Regions from separate parts of the Mus musculus genome. Here regions 1 and 2 are each linked to region 3. The links are chromatin contacts, called in public capture Hi-C and promoter capture Hi-C maps. All regions are on one chromosome and are shown on one strand. The core of a region is the stretch at or near the end of the contact, and the rest is flanking DNA. Distances in the headings are between cores, read along the strand shown.

Region 1 (3,268 bases), core at 586-3,085, 230 kb after region 3:
CACCAGTCTTCGGATGGGGGACACAAAGCCCTGGTAGAGACAGGAAAGTCCCAGTAACTATAGCACTGGCTTTATGAGCTCTGGTTTGCTTCCACAACCTCAGTTAATCCTCCTAAAAACTGCGGGAGGTGCAGCCCTGCAGGTCCGCCCTCCCCCCCTCAGGTGGAGAAGCAAAGAGACTCCAGGCTGAGAGCTAGAAAGAACACCAGCAGGTAGGACATCGTAAAGCTGCATTTTAAGTACCCAGGGAGGGTGAAGCTCCTGCCAGCCAGATTCAAAGAACGGCCAAGGCCCCAGGGCTAAGTGGAGGATAGCTAGGCATTTATTAGGCTATTGCTTGTTTGTGAGTTAGAATTATGCAATAAATAAATGTAAGTATAATCCAGAGACACCGATACAAAGACACCCAGGATGGATCGAGGGAATCTGAGAGAACTGCTGTTTCCTGGATCCCATCCTGAGCCTATGGAATCCGAAGCCCTGGGGGCAGCAATCTAGCGGCATTCTAGAACTACGTTGGCAGTTTCTAAAGCAAACCATCAATTCTGGTGACACGGGTGGCATGCTATTTAGCTTCCCCAAAAGACAGACACAAACAGGATGGGCGGCCACCTAGGAGCCTAATCAGATGGACCTCACTGGGTGAATTCTAGCACTCATGAGGCTGAGGCAGGAGAATTGCTGTGGGTTTAAGGCCAGCCTGAGCTATACAGTCAGTGAGTTTTTAAGATCAGCCTGGGTTACATGGTTAGACCTTGTCCCCTAAATAAATACATAGACCCCTGAGAATTTGTGCATGTCAGCCCCAATGATTCACATGGGGGCACGTTGATGTGTCTGTACTGGGGATTTTATCCAGAGCCTCACATAAATACTTCTGAGCTGGATACCTCCAGCTCTCTTGGCACTTAAAATTCTTATTATCAGTTTGCAGGTTAGGGAATCAAACCTGGGACCTTGCATGCTAGATAAGCATTCTGCCAAGGAACGGGTCCCCCCTCCCCCCAGCCCACTTTTACAGTTTTGAGACAGGTTCTCAGTAAATTACCCACACTAACTTTAAACTTGTAATCCTCCTGCCTTAGCCTCCAGAATAGCTGGGATTACAGGCCTGTGCCACCGTACTGACCTCATGTGAGTTCCTTATAAAACATTCTGAACCCCGTTTCTTAGGTGGAGGGAGCCCCGTGTGTATGAGGGTGCAGTGGGAACTGGGAAGTGGAAAAACCTCTCAAATTCAAAAGAGGAGGAAGGTGGAGAAAGGACTTGGGTTGGCTTAAACTGAGGTCTCAGGAGTGAGTTTTTGCACAAGGGTAGGGGAGGGCAGGTGTAGGCTTGGGAAACAGCGGGCAGGGGGCAGGGAACAGGTGAGAGGCCCCAGCCTGGATGGGCAATCTGCCAAACTATAATCATCTTGGCTGGGCCTTACTGTCTGGGTGATTGGGGAGGGAAGGTGTCTGCTGTGTGTCTGTCTGTCCCTTTCTCTGAGAGGCTTCGGGAAGCTACCACCAGAATGTCCAAGAAACAGGAAGACCCTGTCAGTCTCTCAGTAGACGTATGACAGAGGCCACTAAGACTGAAGCTTAGACCGGAGCCCAGATGTCCGTCTGGCTGTCAGGGACAGAAAGAAACTTCCTTCCAAAAGAGAAGGCAGTCTCCCTTCCCTGTGCTGTTTGCTAACTCCACGTTGCTCACCTCTGTATCCACCTTCAGAGACATTTCCCAACCCTGGCCCTCTCAACCCCCCACTCACCTTCTTCCCTTTCTTGGCTTCATATTCCATGGTGAAACTGCTCCTCTTGTCCTGCCACCCTCCTCTCCCCCTCCAGACCCCCCTCCATTTCCTTTGTTCTTTTTCCTGCCCGGTCGGAAACTCCACCAGTACCAGAGTTCCTGCCCCTCCCATCTGATGGTGGGGGTGGGGGCAGATGGAGAACACTGCCTTGGAACCCTGCAACTGAAGGGTGGGAGCCAAACATGGCGTCTAAGGGGCTCGGCACTTGTTGGAGCAGACTGAGGAACGGTCCCCCGAGTTGGAGATCACATTTGGGTCATTCCCTATGTCTGCCACCAACCTTGCTCAATGACTTTGGCAAGATAAGACATTAAAAGCCTCTTTGAAAGCCTGCTGCCTGTTTCTCTGTATACACCAGGAGAAACCCCGGCCTTTCTCTGAGAAATGAATGAGTAGGTGGAAAGTGCTTCAGACTATGTCCAGGCAAGTTAACATAATAGTAGTGGTAGTGGTGGTGGTGGTGGTGGTGGTGGTGGTGGTGGTGGTAGCAGTAGTAGTAGTAATAATAATAATAAATCCTTATTTTTCAGAGATGGTATATGGGGGCCTCTGGGACTGGCTGCCTGCTACTTACTTCACCACTTATGCCTCAGTTTCCACATTCAACCTGACCTCATAGTACTTTGACTAGGATTAAATACACTTAGAACTCCTGGAACATATGAAATACTCAATAAATATTAAATATTTACTATTAGGGATACTCAATAATAGAGCACTTACCTAGCAGCCTGCAGGCCCAGGGTTCTGTCCTTAGCACTGCAAATGAATAAATAAAAAACCAAATTCTATTTCCTTATCTGTGGCTTCCGGGCTGCCTCACTGTCTTTTTGGCATATTTTTATCTCCTCACTGTATCTGCGACCATGATTTCAGTGACATAAATTTTAAAAATGCAGTTTCGTGTGCAGATCCTGGCTCAAGGTCACGTGGGCGGCGTGCTCGGCAAGGATTCTGCATTGGGGGTGGGGGTTCATGTCACACAATGAGTATAAGAACGTGGGGCTTCCAGCCTCGCTGGACCTGAAGTCTAGTGTCCAGTGCTGCTGGGGCTCTAACCTCCTGTGTGCCTTAGCAGGCACACTTGGGGTGTTCTGAGTGGCCCGTGGGCACCTGCCACAGCACCTGGGTTCTGGATGCCAGAGCTCTAGAACTGCTTTGCTGGTGTCCCTGGCTGCAGTGAATATTCTAAGCCCTGGTCTTCAGCGTCCCGACCTTCCCAATGAAAGGGTGATCCCCAAAATCCTCTCTTGCTAGTGCTCCCTATGGTACGGAAGACACAGGGCCACAGATCATAAACAGCAGGTGCCAAGGTTTGGAACTCTTTGCATGGTAGTTTTGAAAGGGTGGGTGTACCATGTCAGGTCTCTTATCACTCTTGGGTGTGGGAGCTACAGGACACCCCCAACCCTAGCCATTCCTATCTTTCTCCACACACCAGAAAGGAAATGGTCCCGGCAGTTTGGTCCCAGA
Region 2 (3,437 bases), core at 513-3,012, 180 kb after region 3:
ATGCAGAGTCACCTCTTGGGCTCCCTTTCCTTCAGTTTAATGTCACCTTCAAAAGTAAGGGAACTTCCACAAGCCTAAATCCGAAATGCTCTAAAATCGGAGACATTTTGGGCACCGACAGGATGGTCCAAGTGGGAAAGTCCACACCTGATCTGAGGCTATCAATTGATGTAAAAATGGAGGAGCCATTAAAAATGTGTCATTAGTTATCTCTGAGGGATGAGAATGAAATGTGTGAAAATCTCGGGCCAGGAAGATAGCCCAGTTGGTAAAGTGAGTACCTTGCAAACAGGGGGAACTGAGTTACAACCCCCAGAACTCCTGAAAAAAGTCAGCTGGGAGGAAGGACCCTTGGGACCCACTAATCAGCCGGCCTCACCTACCCAGCAAAAGCCCCAGGCCGATGATAGACCCTGTCTCCAAAAGCAAGGTGGCCTTTGCTTGAAGAACAACATAGAGTCCTCTGGCCTCCACGTGTGTAGGAACCCCAGAGTACACACCAACCAGTGAACACATACAGAAGCACGTGTAACATACACAAATGTCTCTTTAAGACCTAATTTTCACTCCAGGATGCCTCGCTGTGCACTTGACATACAGAATTCTGCCACACTCGGAAATCCTAAACCCCTCTGATCAGGTGTAGTTTGGATAGGGAACATTCAACCTGTCCTCTTACCATCTCCATCCTGCAGCTATGCAAACAGAGGCACAGACAAACCAGGCTCTCTCTCCAGTACCCAGCAGCACTGCTCCCCTTCTCTGGACAACTCAGCTTCAGATGAATGTAAAACAGCCCATTTTACAGAGTTGGAAGCTGGAATCCAGAGAGTAGCCAGTGACATGCCCCAGTGTCACACAGAGGAGATGGTGGTAGATTGTGGTCTTTGTGTAAGAGGTTCTGGAGTTGGATGTACGCCTGTTAGGGGTTCAGCTGGGAAGGCAGGGGAAGATGTAAAAGAGGGGACTCAGATATACACCTATAGCCAGGCCTGGGTGTGGCAGGCATGGGCTTGTCTTGGCCGGGCTGTTCCTTTAGCCATGGCTGCTGTCTACCTGCGTGACCTGCCACCCACCCACCATCAATGGGAACTGAACGGGCCTTTCCCTCCCCTCCAGCTTCTTCTTCTTGGTGTGTGTGTGTGTGTGTGTGTGTGTGTGTGCAGAAGGGGAACCTGGTTAGACAGAGAAGCCTCAGCTCAGCACTGCCATTCCCCTGCCTGAGCTTCCTCTATCTAGGGCTATCCCAGGGTCGCCCTGGGTGGCGGCAATTCGCCTCACCTGGCCACCTGGGTACCCTCCACCTTTCGTAGACTGCGCATCCCACCGCCGGGGATCGGTTGCTCCTAGGACGGGTTCTTCCTTCCTCGGCACCCCCACAGCTCGCCCAGGATCTCAGATCCCTGGAGCCCGAGGTCTGCACGTTCTCGGGGACGGGGGTGTGTCCCATTCCCGCCCTCTCACCCCGCACTCACCTGGGCGCCCGCCCTTCGCTTCGTGGGCAGCCCGGATCCTCGCAGCTAGACCGACCCCCCAGCGCTGCGGCCCCTGGTGGCCCCGGACTTCAGAGCCCGGAGCAAGCGACGAAGACTTGCGGGCTACAGAGGCTGCGTTGGCGCTCGGAACGGGTCAGAGCCCCCTTCACGGGCGACTTTGGTCCCCTCCCACCCGTCTGAGAGCCGCCGCGGGGAGTGCAAGCTGGGAGCCGCAACCCAGTGGCGCTCACTGGCCATCTGGGCGCCTTAGCCGCACCCTGGGTGATGCAAACCCCGCCCCCAAATACCCCGACTCCGCCCTCTAAGAGCCTAACTCCCACTCTGGCTCTCTTGTCTCCTGCTCTAAATTCACCTCCAAAGAATTTCAGCATTTCTTTGCTAACCCTGTCCTCAAGGGCGCTAACCAGTCCTTGAAGGACTTACTCAGACACCAAGGTTTGACCCGCCCTCCCAAGATTCCCAGTCCCCCTCCCCCACTAGTGCGTTTAAGCCCCCCATGATGTAATGAGCCTGTCCAAAGGATTCTAAACCCTATCCCCAGAGATTTTGGACCCCTACCTAAGAGACCAAATACCCTTGGATTCCCTAAAGAATTGTAATATTTTACGTTTATTGTTTGACTGGTTGATTGTTTCCGTGTATGTGTGTAAGTACCCTGGAGCCTCAGAGCGGTGTAGAGGTTAGAGAACAATTTGGAGGACTAGGATCTTACCTTCCACCTTCCGAGTTCCGGGGACTGAACTCAAGCAGCCACGCTTGGCACCAGGCGTCTTTACCTGCAAAACCATCTGCCTCCTCCTGGGGAAAGATTTTCAATCTCACTTTCTATTCTGTTCCCAGTCCTAACCCCTACAAATTCTCTAGATTTGTAATCAAATTTTCTGAAAGGGTTTTAATCTCGAGAGCGCGCGCGCGCGCGCTTGTGTGTTCTAGAGAATGGAATCCAGGGCCTCTCTCTCCGTAGTTTGTACTACAGCCACCAGCCCCCTACGAGACCTTAATCCCATAGGTCCTAAATCCTGCACTGGAGCAATCAACCGATCCTATCCTTCCTTTCAAAGATCCTAAACCAGCCGCAGAAGGAATGTAGCTCCCTTTAAGTCTAACCACGCCCTGATAAGTCTAACCTCTCCCTCTAGGATTCTGGTGGGTCTCCACCGCCCTTCCACTTCGGTCCCTCCCACATGCAGCGGTTTTCCCTCCACCCGCCCACCCACCGCTTATTCAAACTCCATGCAAAGTCTGGCGCCCGCGGGAGTTCTTTGCCTTATTCTGGGCTGAATATGGGACTGCTCAGAGGACCTCCCAAGTTGAAGAGAGGAAGTCTTACTGGCAGACCACTGAGGTCCTGTTTGCATGGCATATTCCACTCAGCCTGAGACATCATTCAAAACGACAGGGACCAACACTCTCTAAACTGCAACACACACCTGCAGAAACGTACAGGAGTCCTCCCTCCTCTAGCCAGGCCAGACCACCAGTATCTCTCATTCATTCGCTTACGCGTGCATGTAGGCATGCGTTTAGCAGTACTATGTTTTAAGTATGAATTCTGAGCGCGAGCGGTGTTAGCAGCTCTAGAGTTCCACCCGCTAGGCCCAGTAGCAGTTCTGACAACCAGAGCTGCCTCCTACACAGCCTGGTCCCCAGCCCACGTAGAAATCCCAGTCACCCAACACTAATGTGTTTGCTATGTATTTTAATATATTCATGCCCTATTTCTAAAAATAGACCGAGTCTTGAACAGGTTTAATTGACTTGGACACAGAAGTGAAATTAGTCTGTGTAGCAGTAAACAATGCTTGTTATCTACTGAGTGAAGGAGATTGAGATGGGAAAGAAGCCAATAAAGGCAGCGTCACAGAGCTAGCTGTCCGGTTGGGACAGAAGGCAGTGTATTATACACACACATTGTCACCCCCTGCTTCCAACCTCCCGGTC
Region 3 (3,237 bases), core at 43-2,542:
TACCCCTATTCTTGTTATGAATATACCGGGTGACAGGCATGGCACAAGTACAGAACCTTTTAAGAGGTCAGTAACTTCCCCCCTCTGAGCAGACTACAAAGTAAAACTGTGGGTGGGGAATGGCCAGGGTGTCTAGAATACCCATATGCACTAGCAAGCTACACACCTAAGTCCTTCTGGTTCCAAGTCATCTTCCCCTTCTTGGAAGGCTCCATCCCATTAGTGATAAGTAGTACTTAACCACGTGTTTTGTGGAGGGGGAGGGGCTCAACAGGACCCACCCCTACACGAGGATTTATGGGCAGTTAACGGTTGCTAGGGGGAGGGGCTCACAACACAGCCACCCATTCCTGAGGTGTTGTGTCCCCACCACCACCACACCCCCAAACCTAACACCTCACATGAGTTATTGGTGATTGAGGGAGTAGCAGGCATTTTCTTCTGTAGTGTAGCCACGGGCAAAACGCCCATGCTCCTCAAAAGAACCTAATTTTTGTAAACTGCGCTAGGGCATGGAATTAGAAGGGACTAAAAAGTGAAGGGAAAGGGTCAGTGGGAGGGGAGCACGAATAAAATAAATTATACACACGGATGAAACGTCATCATGAAACCCGTTATATGCAATTAACATGTTTTGTTTTGTTTTTTTAAGCATCATGTCCCAAGCTACTCCAGACGCCCTGCTTCCCACGAAGGGCAATCCCATGATCTGATTTACAGATGAGAAGACTCAACGCCACGCTATGCAGCCTCAAACTCAAGCACTCAGACTTCAAACAGTTCTCTTGGTCTCCACATAGAGTATCCTGGCCGTTCACCCTCTTCCCACTTGGAGCCCTTTCATATACAAGTCTCCTCGGCAAGTGTCAAGACCCCAATGGGCAGACAGGTCTGCTGCTGCCAGAGAAGGCAAGGGGTTTGTCCAAGGTCACACAGCGAGCCAGGCACCGCCCTGAGGCTCGGACCTCAGGTTCTTGCTTCCTGAGCTGCCTTTCCAGCCAGGGCCTGGGACTGTGGCCCCGGACCGGCCGTGAGGAGCGAGCACGGGCGGCCGAGACTGGGGGGTCGTACCGGCCGCGCCCGAGAAAAAGCCGGGTGGTCAGAGATACCACAGAGGCCGGACAAAGGATGCTGCGGCTCGCAGAGCAACGACATCGGGATAATGCTGGGCGCCCCGCGGTGACCCCAGCATCTCGAACTCACCTGCGGCCGCAGCCGAGAGCGGGCGGCGGCGGCGAACCCGGGGCTCAGCCATTCCCAGCTGCCCCGGATGGGGAGAGACCGCGGCGCTCACTTCCTTAGCAACCCGGCTCGGCGACCCACTTCCTTAGCAACCGCGTCAATTTCAATAACTTTATTGGGCCTCCGAAGCGAGGAGCTCGCCGAGGGGCGGAACCCGGAGTGCAGCGGCGTTTTCCAGGTTCCCAGCGCGCGGACACTCTGACCCTCCTAGGCACCCGGACTCGGTCCTCTGGTCTCGGGTGCCTCAGTTTCTCCGTTTGTGAAACAGAGCCCAGTATCTTGGTCACACTACGCGCTTTCATCCTCCCCTTCTGAAAGCTCTTTCAGGTCAGTTCTCTGATCTGGGTCTCAGATTAGTATTGAGTGGCTCCCAATTAAGGCCACCCAGGGATGAAGGAAAATCTGTCCTGCCTGTCACTTTCATTTGGCCATCGAGTCCCACAGTCTGCCTTTCATATATTCCTGCTTTTCTCCACTTTTTTAAAGAACAGCACCACAAGCAAGGCCAGGCCACCTGTCATCTTTAGACTCGACTGCAATTCTTGTTCTCTGTTAATAGAGTATAAGGCCTGACCATCCATTCCCGGCGAGGTGACCTGAATAATAATTTAAAACCTGAAGCACATCCCTGCAAGGCATCCTTGGAGTCCCACTATTCTTACCATCAACTCAAAAAACTTTGGTTGAGCTTGATGGCTCATGACTATAGTTCTAGCACTCGGGAAATGGAGGCAGGAGGATGAACAGCTCAAGACCATGCTTGGGTACAGAGCAAGTTCCGAACTACACAGCGAGACTCTGTCCCTCAGTATCAAAAATAAATACACATAATTGTAGGGAAAAGATGCTACCCTCTGATGGCTCAGTGGGTAAACGCGTTTGACGGCTTGAGGTAGATTCCAGGGACCCACCCGGCAGGAGAGAAACAACTTAGGTTGTCCTCTGACTTCAGCACATGCAAACCAGCTGGGCTGGGAGTGCATGGTTGGCATCTCGACTAGATAGTCTGAACAATAATTTGAAAACCGGAATCACATCAAGTCATCCTCCCTGCATAGCATCTTTGGAGTCCGGCTACCCTTCCATCAAAGCAAAAAGCACTCTGGAAGGAGGAGTGGGCAGATCTCTGAGTTGGAGGCCAATGTGGTCTACAGAGCAAGTCTAGGAGAGCTGGAGCTACACACAAAGAAAAAAAAAAGATACCTACCAAACTGACGCAAAGTAAAGTTTACCTGTATTGGTTACAAACACATTATGTGTTGTTTACAAGAACATAATGCAATATATGTGTTTATGTTTCATCTCTTCTGTATCTCTTGGTAGTTTCTAGGGCTAATAATTGCCAAAATTTTCTCTCATTTTCATTAGTTCTTTTAGTTGCTCTTTGTACCCTCTCCCATTCTGGGCTGTTGTGTTTTGTTTTGTTTTAAGATTTATTTATTTATTGCATATAAACACACTATAGCTGTCTTCAGACACACCAGAAGAAGGCATCTGATCCAATTACAGATGTTTGTGAGTCACCATGTGGTTGCTGGGAATTGAACTCAGGACCTCTGGAAGAGCAGTCAGTGCTCTTAACCGCTGAGCCATCTCTCCAGCCCCTGGGCTGTCCTTAAATTCACTAGGAAAACAAAAATAACCTGGAACTTCTGATCCTCCTGCCTAAGTTCTGACATCACAGGCACATTGCACCACGTGACATTTACGTGGTGCTGGAGACAGAACCCAGGGCCTCCCAGACGGGTGTTTTGTTGTTGTTATTGGTAGTGGTGGTTTTGTTTGTTTGCTTTCTTGCATTTTCCCGAGGCAGTGTTCTCAGTGTAGCCCTGGCTGTCCTGGAATTCACTCTTTAGTCCAGGCTGGCCTTGAACTCAGATATCTGCTTGCCTCTGCCTCTTCTGTATTAGTTATTTTTCTGTTGCTCTGATGAAGCCCCATGCCAATGCATTTTATAGAAGAAAGCATTTTTGGGGGGGATTTTCACTCCCAGCA

What was found. Promoter capture Hi-C pulls out the DNA fragments that hold promoters and counts their contacts. Capture Hi-C pulls out chosen DNA fragments and counts their contacts.
Region 1: a promoter capture Hi-C map of liver shows a contact between it and region 3. The contact joins the promoter of Ccm2l here to the promoter of Kif3b in region 3. A contact is called at or near these places in 5 of 39 promoter capture datasets (embryonic stem cells, liver, macrophages and 2 more) and 3 of 9 other capture datasets (adipose tissue, liver and macrophages).
Region 2: a capture Hi-C map of macrophages shows a contact between it and region 3, with 2.4 times the contacts expected there. The contact joins the promoter of Hck here to the promoter of Kif3b in region 3. A contact is called at or near these places in 1 of 115 datasets of contacts at active chromatin or transcription factors (bone marrow-derived macrophages) and 4 of 9 other capture datasets (adipose tissue, liver, macrophages and 1 more).

What each region holds. Positions count from the first base shown.
Region 1 is chr2:153,064,522-153,067,789 of GRCm38.p6, reverse strand. Ccm2l (cerebral cavernous malformation 2-like) reads right to left here and starts at 1,835. Exons shown (of 10, transcript NM_001372363.1): 1 at 1,754-1,835; 2 at 1-30. The coding sequence starts at 1,783.
Region 2 is chr2:153,106,793-153,110,229 of GRCm38.p6, reverse strand. It overlaps Hck (hemopoietic cell kinase), which reads right to left and starts at 1,762. Exons shown (of 13, transcript NM_010407.4): 1 at 1,476-1,762. The coding sequence starts at 1,537.
Region 3 is chr2:153,289,471-153,292,707 of GRCm38.p6, reverse strand. It overlaps Kif3b (kinesin family member 3B), which reads right to left and starts at 1,292. Exons shown (of 9, transcript NM_008444.4): 1 at 1,204-1,292. It overlaps Gm39961 (a long non-coding RNA gene), which reads left to right and starts at 1,282. Exons shown (of 3, transcript XR_866869.2): 1 at 1,282-1,569.